Linked DNA regions of Sus scrofa: region 1 is linked to region 2. Evidence: chromatin contacts called from public HiChIP or PLAC-seq data. All regions are on one chromosome and are shown on one strand. The core of a region is the stretch at or near the end of the contact, and the rest is flanking DNA. Distances in the headings are between cores, read along the strand shown. Region 1 has its middle 220 kb from the start of NRIP1. Region 2 has its middle 71 kb from the start of NRIP1.

Evidence for each region. HiChIP or PLAC-seq counts read pairs in DNA pulled down with a chosen protein or histone mark.
Region 1: an H3K27ac HiChIP or PLAC-seq map of skeletal muscle shows a contact between it and region 2, with 2.9 times the contacts expected there. The contact joins two enhancer-like sites. A contact is called at or near these places in 3 of 47 Hi-C or Micro-C datasets (psoas muscle and skeletal muscle) and 2 of 2 datasets of contacts at active chromatin or transcription factors (alveolar macrophages and skeletal muscle).

The regions. Positions count from the first base shown.
Region 1 is chr13:180,135,774-180,142,498 of Sscrofa11.1, reverse strand. No RefSeq gene overlaps it. Among named protein-coding and RNA genes, the nearest start is that of NRIP1, 220 kb to the right of the region's middle. Within about 2 kb of position 1,873, at least 4 of the 83 cell types and tissues checked have an H3K27ac peak or open chromatin away from gene starts, as enhancers often do. A contact at or near this core is called in skeletal muscle, where this site is marked.
Region 2 is chr13:179,984,202-179,990,149 of Sscrofa11.1, reverse strand. No RefSeq gene overlaps it. Among named protein-coding and RNA genes, the nearest start is that of NRIP1, 71 kb to the right of the region's middle. Within about 2 kb of position 3,774, at least 2 of the 83 cell types and tissues checked have an H3K27ac peak or open chromatin away from gene starts, as enhancers often do. A contact at or near this core is called in skeletal muscle, where this site is marked.

The DNA of each region.
Region 1 (6,725 bases), core at 624-3,123, 150 kb before region 2:
ATATATATCCTAAGGGGCTGATAGAGTTAATCCTCCAGAAACCTAGATTTTATTTATTTCTTCAAAGCAATATCATGCTCATTGTATTGCAAAATATTTTATTCATCATAAGTACATATGTATTAGTAATTTATGGCTTACAAATATTGTCTCTGGGGCTGTCTTCTTATCCATAGTGCTGTGTAAATTGTCTTTATTAGGCCAAGTCCATAAGATCTAGCTGCTAATGCTGAGGTTAAGGCAAAAAAACATGGGCATGTGCCCCTTAATCTTACTGACCTATATTTCTTTGTTTGTATCTCAAACATTATTTTATTTTCCTGCATGAGTATCACAGTCTTGGCACAACCAAGTTTTATGTTTCATATTAGTAAAATCAAACATCTTTTTTTTCCCCAAATGAGAATAAGACATTGCTTTAGTACATTGCTTTTGAATTATTTCTTCCATTCAAAATGCAGGTGAAATATCTTGTCCCAAAGGAAAGACAGTTATTATCCAACTTGGTAGGTGTAAAGTAATTTAGCCCCCTCCCCAAATATTTGGAGAAACAATTCTATCCATATGCCAATAAAATCCCTTTTCGTAAGCAAGTGTGTCTCCAGTCAGTGACTGACCAAACGCAAGTGGTGTTCGCTAAGACTTAGAAATGAAATGCTTTCCCCAGAGTGAACAGCTTCTCTCAAGAATATTCGGAGTACAGTGTGTTCCCGGCATGCAGCACCTGTTACCCACTTGTTTAAATGTCTCATGAAGGGGACAGAGAAAAAATAGTTTCTCTCTGTCTCCGGGAACATACATAAATTTAGCATACAGTTCTTTTTTGGCCAAGTACAAGTTTGAGTTACCTTAAGGAAGGCCATAGGATATACTTCGTTGAAGATGCTCTTCACACTACAGTTTATTCCATAAAATGACAGAGTGGAGATGGTGAGCCAGGAGAAGGGAGGAAAGGATGAAGATAAAAGAAATGTCTAAATAAAATGGAAGGAAGGAAGTATTATAAATCCAGCCTTGAAACTGGGTGCTCATATTGCTGAAGTTTGCATTACGTCCAAGTGTTTGGTCTCCAATTTCTACTTAATTATGAGATGTGAGATTCAGGTAATTGCTTTTAAAATATTGAAAAACCAGTGTGAATGAATGAAGGTGTTATTGTCAATTCTCTTTAGGAAACAGGTTGAGTTGAGGTTGTTTTCCCTACATTTTGAGATTAACTCAGTCTAAGGAGAGAACTGAATATTGTCCCCATGATACCAACCAGTCCTAATCTCATTAACATCATCCTTGAATGAAAATATTTAGGTTCACCATTATTTTATTAAGTGTAGGTATTTACCATTGTTGAAAACATATGAACATTAGAATGATTTTAGAAACAAAGGCATTGCTGTATTGATTCAAGTTGTTCCATGTGCTTAAATAAGCATTATCTACTACAGAATGCACATCCAAGTGAATGCAGTTGACCCTTGAGTGACAAGGGTAGCAGCCTCCTACAGGACTACATGCTCCAAGGTTGGTTGACTCTGTGGATGCAGAGTCACCAATATGGAGCAAGGACTATAAAGTCATAAGTAGCTTTTCTACTGTTTGGAGGGCCAGTGCCCCTAAACCCCACATTGTTTGAGGGTCAGTTGTACTCTCAGAGTACATGTGTGTGGGTTGTGCATTTACAAAGATGAGTGTGTGGACTCACATGGATACAGTCACACAGCCCACAGTGTTCAGACAAAGTTGTAGCTCCTCAGCACCTGATCTCAGCATTTCACTCCAATATTGAAGTAAAACACCTGTCTTTACCCTTTGGACTACTGTAAATTTCAGAGCACTGTTTATTAATAGCCACTCTGTGAGTTCTCCAGTTTTCTGGGGCTGCTCTCAGAATTACAAACATACTCATAAGAAGGGAATTCAAGGTCAGCAGTCTGTGTTAAGCAAGCCCTATATTTATAAAGTTTCTAGAAATGGATAACTTATCATTCTTCCTCTCTATGCTTGCTGGGCTCAGGACCAGCCGCTATTTTCACAAAGTCTTTTTTTAACGCAGAGATGAACATCTAACATGTGTCTGTGGTTCAAGCTCACCCTGAGTGCTGTGACTCTGGTGACTGGCTAAAGACTAACACTTTGGAATCGGTCCCACCTTCTCTTCCTGCCAGTCTGGCTCACCTCAGAAACAGGTGCAAAATGAGAAGCAGCATCCAGCCTCAGAAAAACTCTTTGTTGTTGCAGCATTTCTGTGCAGGAAGTAGAAGAATGTGAAGTGATTAGAAACGTGTATTTCTGTTGTTGTAGCGTGCGTGTGTGTGTTTACACATTATAATTTAAAATATTTTCCTTTTCCCTCCCTTCCTCCCTTCCTTCCTTTTTTTTTCTTTGCTTTGCTCCTTCCTTCCTTCCTTCCTTCCTTCCTTCCTTCCTTCCTTCCTTCCTTCCTTCCTTCTTTTCTTTCTTTCTTTCTTTCTTTCTTTCTTTCTTTCTTTCTTTCTTTCTTTCTTTCTTTCTTTCTTTCTTTTTGGCTTTTCATTAAACTTGAGCAAGAGCTTGTATTTAGTTTTGGACTCTGACCTGCTTTCTTAAAACCCCATCAAATACAAAGATTTCATGTTCCCTGTTTTTGTGGGATTCTGTACAATGTTGAGTTTGCAGTTAAAGTCTGATGTGTGTCAAGAAAAGATTTATGCACAGATTTATGAACAAATCTAGAGAGAAATCAATAATTAAAAATCAAAGCTATAGAATCATTATAAAATGATGATGTAGTTACCCACATGTGAAACTCTTCCCAGGAAATGATTCAAGAAAATGACAAGAATCTTTCATATTTCATCCAGAAATCAGGGACTGCCTTGAAATCTCAAATAAAATATATAAATTTAAAATGTAACAAATATCTGGTGAAAAATCATGCAATAATAATAATAATGTATAAAGCCATAGTACTGTATGTGGTAGAGTGGGCACCCAATAAATGTTTGTTCTTTCTCACCAAAATAATTACAAAATGTTTTGTTGTATCAGTAATCTGCAGGAAGAATAGAGAAAAAGAATAAAAATTTGTCTGTGTGCTACCAGAACTATCCAGTGGTGAGTGTTTGCTACCTGCCCCATATGAGCATTCTGTTTATCTCAGCAGGCACCTACTTAAATGGAGAGCATGGCATTAGTCTAGGATAATGTGATAACGTTAACCAGAAAGATCACTCAACTGTCTCCACTCTGACTCAGTACCCACCAGAAATGGCTAAATCTTCATTTCGTTTCTCAAGTTGACTTTCCTTGTAGGACACCAAAATATTCTGCTTTTCTTCTTGACAATTTTGCCAAGCACTAATTCATAAATTGTTATTGCATTTAAAAATAAATGTTGGGGTTCCCACTGTGGCTCAACAGGTTACAGACACAGCTAGTATCCCTGAGGATGTGAGTTCAATCCCTGGCCTCGTCAGTGGGTTAAGGATCCAGCATTGCTGTGAGCTGTGGTGTAGGTTGAAGATGCACCTCGGATCCCATGTTGCTCTGGCTGTGGCACAGGCCTGCAGCTACAGCTCTGATTTGACTCATAGCCTAGGAATTTCCATGTGCTGCAGGTACAGCCCTGAGAAGGAAAAAAAAAAAATGTTGATCTTTTTTACAATGAGAATCTATCCCTCAAAATCTCTTCACCAGATTTGTGATTATAAATTGATGGAGTCAAAACATCCTCTCTCCTCTCAAAACCCAACAACTTAGCAATCAGGAAAAAAAAAAAAAAAAAAAAAAAACAAACGCATAAATGAAAACAAACAAATTGAATATATTTTTAAAAATTAGAATAGATCTTTAACCCAAGCTGTGGTGTTCAAAGACTGGAGTAAACAGAAGAACAATTTAGAAGAGTGGAGGTAATAAAATCTTGCAGGTGGGCTTACTAAGATATCTGGCCCCTAACAGCACTAGAAAGTCTCAGAAATTAGAATTACAAGGAGCAATTTGACGATGTCAGGGAAAGTATTTGAAAAACCACATAGGGAGCAATTAGCCCCACATCCCCAGTCCCTACTCATAATGACTACCCTACTTCTCACACACCTGCAGGCATGAGGCACAGAAGACACACAAGGTACCATACTTAGGGGGGGGAAATAAAATGAAGCTTACTGGGAACCCTGAGCCTTCCTTTTTCATCAAATTATGGAAAGCTAGTAGCCATGTTAATTCCCCTTACAGAGGCATAAGAGAAAATGTACTGCCTCACAGAAAACCCCACAAGGAATACAGACAGTCTGGGGTTTTAAAACAGACACTGGCTGGTCAGTCATGGTAAACAAAGGAGGTTCATCAGTGCATAAATGCCGGCCACACCCACAGAACTTCCTATTCAAATTTCAGGGCCTTGATCTTAATTAGAAACAAAACCAAAGAACTGAAAGCTTCTAAAATTAAAATGAGAAAAGAACCAAAACAAATTTAGGGAGCAAAAAAAGCACTGTGATTAATATCCTTGGAGAGTAAGGGAGGTACTGAACCCATGGAACAAAACCAAATGCATAAAAAGAAACATTCATGGAACAAGAAATAGAAATGAGAGCATAAAAAGATGATCACTGAATTAAAATTCTACAGAAGAGTGGAAGATCAAAAATACAAAGGGATAACCAATAGGAGAGAAAAGATGAAAGAAAAGAAAAATTAAGAGGGCCATTATCTGACTAACTGCAGTTCCAAAAGAGAAAACCAGAAAACTGCCCACCTCTGAAGGATATGTTTCCAGATTGAAAAGACCTACCACCAAGTGCCTAGAGCTATTTAAAAAAAAAAAAAAAAGGATAAAAAGGAGTCCGTCCAGAGGAAAAAAAGGGGGGTACATACAAAAGCTCAGGAATAATAATTGCTTTTGCTTTCTAAAAGCAACATGGAAAGCTTGAGGATGGTAGCACAGTGCATTTCAAATTCTTAATGTTTATAATATCCATTCTAATACTCTCGTAGTTTACACCCAAACATACTATCGACCACATATAAAAATGAAATAAGGACATTTTAAGAAGGGCCATGTCTCAAAAAATTACCTTTTGTACTCTGTTTCTCTGGTAGCTAATGGTATATTTCATCCACAGCAAAGGCTACATCAAGAAGGAGGAAGATTTAGGATCAGGAAACAAACCCAAAATGGAGAGATTAAAAATCAAGAAGACAGCTGGCCAGAAGCTTTCACATAGAGAAGAGCCATTCCAGATTGGATGGAATATCCCAAAAGGGAGGTTTTCAGAAATAAAGATGAAGAAGAAATTGATAGATTAACAGATAGAATTGATTATATGGGAATTTTGAAGGAGGCAATATTTTATATAGCTATCAGGAGGTATATAATGACTCAATCATATTTTCTAGATAAATTAAGGAAACAGGAAAAATATTGCACTTAACTCAGGGGAAAAATTCTACTTGTATTCTACTTGGTTCAGCAATGGGTAGTATTTATACTAGTGACAATAATGATAACACTAACTATGGATTTATCACCAAGTTGTGATAGAATTGGATAATGTTTAAATTTAATAACCAACTGCAAATACCTCTGGTCGCTGTGGAGGGTATGAATTTGATTCCTAAACTCAGTGCAGTGGGTTAAAAGATCTGGCTTTGCTGCAGCAGCTGCTGCATAGGTTGCAGCTGGGGCTCGGATTTAGTTCCTGGACTAGGAACTTCCATATGCTGTGGGTGTGGCCATTTAAAAAAAAAAAGTTAATAATCAAAATAAAGCAATACTATGTAGCATTTAGAAATAAAGAGGTAAGTACCAGAATAGCTGAGAGAGATGGCATTTCTTGTCTCCAGAGGGATTGCTATGGTGAAGGGGGTAGGGGAGCAAGTGTGGGGGCGGAGGATGGGGAGAACATTACTGTAAGACTTTTAGCAAAAGTTTACTTTTGAAAATATATAATCGAAATAAAAATTAAATTTTTAAAAAGCTTATGATCCCACTAAAACAAACTATTAACAAAAATTGATTTTTAAACATGCCTTAAAGTATCACTCCAAACCCAACCAAAATAACCCAGGAAGCACTGCTTGAAGGAGCCCACTAGCTTCTCCTTCATTTATCTGAAAACTGGTGATGTTGTTAGTACATTCACCATGTCACTGAAGGTGAAGCAGGGAATGAACCAGAAAATGTCCTTGCCCTTATGCAATTTATGTCTTATCTATAACAGACTAGATATGAAACATCAGTTCTAATTCAAGGAAGCAAAAGGAGAGAGGGAGAGAGAGTTGCTTGAAGAGAAATAAGGGATTGATGGAAAAAAGGAGCTTTGGTACAAAATACTTTTAAGACATAAACAGGAGTTCCCATTGTGGCTCAGCAGAAACAAATCTGACTAGTAACCATGAGGATGCTGGTTGGATCCCTGGCCACGCTCAGTGGGTTAAGGATCCGGCGTTGACATGAGCTGTGGTATAGGTCACAGACGAGGCTTGGATCTGGCGTTGCTGTGGCTGTGGTGTAGACCAGCAGCTACAGCTCTGATTCGACCCCTAGCCTGGGAACCTCCACGTGCTGCAGAAGCAGCCCCCCAAAACAATCCCTTAAAGTGAACACATTTTAAACATGAGTAATATAGAAATAGCCACATTTTTAGAGAAAGGTTTTATATTTAAGAATATACTTTACCAATTTCATGGTCACTGGACTGGGAAAAACAAGGAAAATCCAGGCTACCGTTGCTGAAAAATTGGAC
Region 2 (5,948 bases), core at 2,525-5,024:
GAATTAGACTTATAAACACCTTGCTTTTTTTCCAGAAAAGACTGAGGATTGCTATTGGATGGAGTTACAAAGATCCATGGTGAATTATTTTTATTTAAAAGTATCAAAAAACAGAAAAATCTGGGTAATCTTGGAAAATCCTGGCTGTATTGATACCATGTACCTGGCTGAAACAGGCATGACAGACCGCTGCTGTGTGAACTTTGTTAGAAATGCAGTTTTGAAGTAGGAGACAGATGTTCCATTTTCAAAGCATTTGACACGATTGATAGACATAAGATTTTGCACTAGCCAAGAAGGACTCTGGGAATCCAGCCTACATCTGTTTCTAGAGTGAGTCCGACTGGGCAGAGGAGCCCACAAATGACAATTCTCAGTAGAAAGTGCAGCATGGAGGTAGAAAAGCAGGTGGAGAAGGCAGAGCAGGTGTTGAGACCTGTGTGGTAACCGCCAACCAGGGCAGAATCAGCAGTGACTCATGTACCCTAGGAAGGAGACCAGGAGGCACTTTTGTTAAGACTCAGAAAATCCTGAGGAAAAGCACATCTCCCTTTCTCTGGAGTCCAATTATTTTCTCTGCTTCTCCTCCACATCTAGTTAATGCACTCCCCAGTTCAAAGTTTAGCAAAGTAGGAGATATATATATATATATATATATATATCTCCTACTTTAAGGCAAGCAAGGTCCAAGCTACCATCATCTCTCAGCTGACTTTTGCAGAAATCTATCAGCATCTTTTCCCCAACAGCAGCCAGAGATGGAGTTTTAATAAGGTAAATTCAGGCATTCTCTTGTGGTGTGGCTGGGTAAGGATCCGATGTTGGGACTGAATCCCTGCTGAGTCCCAGGTCTGCTGTGGCATGGGTTCAATCCCTGGCCCGGGAACTTCTGCCTGCTGTGGATGTGGCCAAAAAAGAAAAGTAAATATATTCACACCACACGTTTTCATACACTCTTCCAATGGATTCCCTTTATTCTTATAATAAAGTACAATACTTTTAACTGGCCCTTCAAGATCCTACACAATAATCTATCTATTCTAAGATTTCTCAGGCTTGATTCTATTGACATCTTTAGCTTAAAAAAAAAAAAAAAATTCCTGTTGGAGGGCTGTCCTCTGCCTTATAGGATGTTTAGCAGCACCCTTGGCCTTTAATTACTAGATGCCAGCTGAACTCCCTATCCCCAGATATGAAAACTAAAAATATCACCAAACCACCAAACAGTGCAAATAAATGCTTCTGACTGAGGGAGTTCCCATCCTAGCTTAGCGGTAATGAACCCAACTTGTATCCATGAGGACACAAGTTCGATCCCCAGCCTTGCTCAGTGGGTTAAGGTTCCAGCATTGCTATGATCTGTGGGGGAGTTCTCAGATGCATCTCAGATCCCACATTGCTGGGGCTGTGGTGTAGCCTGGCAGCTATAGCTCTGATTCAACCCCTAGCCTGGGAAAATCCATATGCCGTGGGTGTGGCTCTAAAAAGGCAAAATAAATAAATAAACACATACATACACTTCTGACGAGAACAATTGGGCTATCCAGACTCTGCCCTGATGTCATCCTAATTCTACCCCCACTCACCCCATGCTTCCCAAGTACCAGCAGAAGCCTCTGCTTGTCCAGCCATAACATCTCCCTTACTGCCTCTTCAAGGGCAACCTTCCACTGTGTCTTAGTCTTCTCAGGCTGCCATTGACAAAAAAGATGATGGACCAGGAGGTTCAAACCACAGATATTAACTCCTCACAACTCTGGAGCCTAGGAAGTTCAAGACCAAGGTGCCAGCCAATTCAGTTCCTGGTGAGGGCTCTCTTCCTGGCTTGCAGATGGCTGCCCTCTTGCTGTGTCCTCACAGGGAGGAGTGAGAGTTCTGGGTTTTCTTTCTCTCCTTATAAGGACATTAATCCCATCTTTGGGCTCCACTCTCACCATCTCTTCTAATCCTAATTACCTACCCAAGGTCCTACCTCCAAATACCATTGCACTGAGGGTTAGGGCTTCCACAGGAATTTGAAGGGGAAACAAATATTCAGTCCATTTGTATGAAAAACATACCATTTCCCCACTTGTTTTCTACTCTCCCACTCCCAACTCTGAACTAGCTAATTCCCACTCATCCTTCAAGAGGGATTCTTTCCTGATCCTGGTGGTTAGTATCCCACCCCTAAAACTTACATACTTTCATAACACCTTTACCATCACTGAAATTGCTTTTGTAATTAGTTCTGCCCGTTATTCTTTCTGCGCCAAAAGCTTCACCTACATAGAAGCCATATTTGTATAGCTCACCATAGTTTCCAGTTCCTAGCACAGTGCTTGATGGACAGCACCTCCAAACAAATAACTAAAGACAGAAAGAAAACAAACAAACAAAAATCCCAAAGCAGGTGAAATACTAAAACCTAGGATGCTCAGAGAAGGATATAACTACAGTATGCCCTGAAGCTCCCCACTGGGGATCTCCTGGTAGATGCTATTACGGTGTGTACTAATGACTAGATGCTCTAATGATAATAATAGCTAACATTGATTGAGTTCTTAATTTATGTCAGGTACTGCATGATATACTTCTTACATCAATGAATTCTTAAAATCTCTGCTGAGGTAATAGCTATTCATATCTCCATTTTTTGAAGAGATTAAGTAAATGGACTAGGGTCACACAGCTACTAAGTGGCGGGGCCAGAACTCACACACCAGAAGTTGAACCTAAAGGCTGTTATCTACAGTCCCACATCGTATTGTCTGTTATGAGTTGGGGAGCAGGGAGCTAGACTGTTCACCCTTCCTCAGGTGATGTGATAAGAGAGTGTGGCCAATACGCCTGATGTCTACAGAGTCTCCATGTCGAGATCTAGATTCTCAAGAAATCATTCAGAAGCAGAATACCAATTGCCAAATCATTCATCTCTGTTCTTTTGGGCAGATGGGAGCTGGGCATGTTAACATTAGGTCATAAACGAGGAAACAAAGAAGTTAAAGATTGTCTCCCCAACATATCACAGCCATCTAAAGTTGCATTTTAATCAACACACTTCTTTTAAAATTCTCAAGCATGTTAGTCATTCATACCTCAGTATGAACGATCTTGAGCCCATAAGAAAATTTTTTTCTGATATTGTGTGTGTGTGTGAATATAACAACTGTGGACTCCAGGGCCCTCCAGTACAGGGTAGAAATGAAAGGGGTAACTCTAAAAAGAGTTTGGAAAGCAATAAAATTTGATAGGGCCACTAAATACTTGGTTCCAGAAAGGTAGGTGGGATTAGGGCACTGGATATGAAGTGGGAAGATGCCAAAAGTAATTGCTACCCGCTTTGCAATTACTCCCAGGGCCCAGAGGCTGAGAAAAATTATCCTAAGGGCTACCTTTGGCACTGGAAACTTGCAATAGAGTTTTCATGAATAATTCACTTTGCCAAAGTAGAAGTAACCATGGTTTGTAGTTCACTTTCTTCCCATTAATTTAATCTATGGCTTTCATTTTGTCTATCTATAAAAACAAAAGGGATGCTAATATTTAGTATGAGCCAGGGAAGTGATTTATTAGGTAACATTTATAAATCATTATTTATGGTGCACTAATAGTTTAGCAAAAGCCTTTTAAAAATAAGAGTTTTACTGAGAACAGATTCCGGAGAAAAATAAGCATTCTATACATAGTCGACTGCATTTTCTCTCTTCTAGAACAGTTAAAATTTCATCTACCCAATTTTGATGCGTGTACTCAAGTGCCAGAGAAGGCTCAAAATATAAAGTCCATCTGTCTAATGGAGGTTTGGCCTATCAATCAAATTTGTCATTACTTGGATTAAGTTGTTGGGATGACCAGGTTTTGGAAAATAAGAAAGGTGAAAATGCCATAACAAATGATGGTTAATTAGAGAGATTTGGGCTAATGAACTTCCTCCAGTAGAAATCCAAGATATTTTTCCTTGGACTCCCTTTAGGGTTGGTAGAAAGAAAATATGTTCTTAAAGGTGGAGCCTCCGTTCCTGTCCCTTTGGCATCCTCTGGAGGCATCCGCCCGGGTCATCATGATACTGTCTCAGGGCCTGGCTATCAGTGCCCTCATGACTAATTAAAAACTTGCATAACAGCAATGTTAAAGGGCTTGGAGTCCTTTCCCTCTGAAAGCAGGACTCTGGCTCCAAGTTTGGAGCTTGGCGATATCAAGCTAATTCTACCACATGGACATGGGCTATTTTTGGGCAAAGCCAACTCCAGTGTCTCACTCCCTATAGTGGGAACAGGATCTGACCTTGGTTGACCCTGGGTGGCCTGGACATCTGGGCTTCTCTTGAGAAGTTATGCCGTGCAGTTCAGGAAACAATGAGGAGTGTTGCCTGCAAGGGTCGTGGTGCTGGAGCATCCAAATACATCTAGCACCTCTCACGAAAGGGATTTTTACATCACCCCAGAAATGAAAGAGTGAAAATCCTTATGGCTTTTCCTATTCTGTTCTCCCTCTCTCAGAAGAATGGGACAGGGTGGTGAGATAAGTGAAATAGCAAAATTGGTCCTAAGCCGATGCATAATATAAATAACATACTGATCTATTTAAAAATAAGTTTAGTTACTATTTTAGCTCTGGGAAAGTCCTACGTGTCCCTGTAAAGTCATTGTTTCTAAGACTGGGAGCATCTCGAAGGGAAGGGAATTGCAAACTTAACTGTGCATGTGTATCTCTCTGACTGAGCCAGAATTTAATATATAAATATGAATTATTTTACACCCAATGAGTGAAAGGAAAATTTAGTTTAATTTGGAGATCATTTTGCATGAACACATGATTATCAGACATGCAAAGTAGGTGCTATTTTTCCACAAAGCACAGAATGTTAGAGGAAAGAAATGAAGGAGAAGTAAGTGAGTTGTCACCTAATTATTTTCCTCCTTTCCTTGGGTGAGGAGTAAAAGTGATCATGCAATTCTATCCAAGACTACTTGCTCACCTTATCCCAGAAACACAAGGCTGGCAGCCTTCTCTGTTCCCATGCTGTCCTTCCAAATACATTCTGGAACTCCTGCATTCTATTCTCTTTTAGTTTAACCTCTTTCTCCTTATTCCTGCCAAAGAGAGCTAGGCACTGCAAAGACGACAAGGAAATCTTGAAGAAACGATGATAATGTAAGTTCCTGTCTTTTTTATATCATTTGTCTATTGAGGAAAGTAAAAGTTAAATTCCTATGGTTTTGAAGCATGGTGAAATAACGATAAAGAACTTTTCAACTATAACTAATTCGTAAATGCTATCGAAGCACTCAAAGAACATCAGGAGTGGAGTGATTATTTCCTAATTGGTTTGAGCCTAATGGATTTTAATTATGAATGAAAACACGCTCAGCAATTTTGTTGCACATATTGTCCTTGTGATCTAGTTAATTGTCTATATTCAAAAATTATTATATCAGTATGTCATTCAACAAACATTGTTGAGCCCTTATGTTGGGTCCTGGACCCTGTGAAGCATAGGACTAAAATTTAATATGAAAAAAGATTTGGGGAGTTCCCATTGTGGCTCAGCAGGTTAAGAACCCAACTAGTATCCATGAGAATGCAGGTTCCATCCCTGGCTTCACTCAGTGTGTTAAGAATCTGGTGTTGCTGTGGGCTGAGGCGAAGGTCGCAGATGCAGCTCTGATTTGGATTTGACCCCTAGCCTGGGAACTTCCATTTGCCCATGACTGCAGCACTGAAAAAGCAAAACAAACAAACCAAAAAACCAACATGCTTCAGGCATGAAGCAATATATGCCTTTTACAAATGGTAGAAGAAACACAGTGTTAGGAATGCTACACATGTTAAAAAGAAAGATTACTGTCGAGTACCATAATCATGGAAGCTCTTCAGAGTAGGTAGCACTTCATAATGAAATACAATATTTGGTCCACAGATTGCTTTATGTATATGTCTGTTCTCCTTAACTACTCCATGATCTA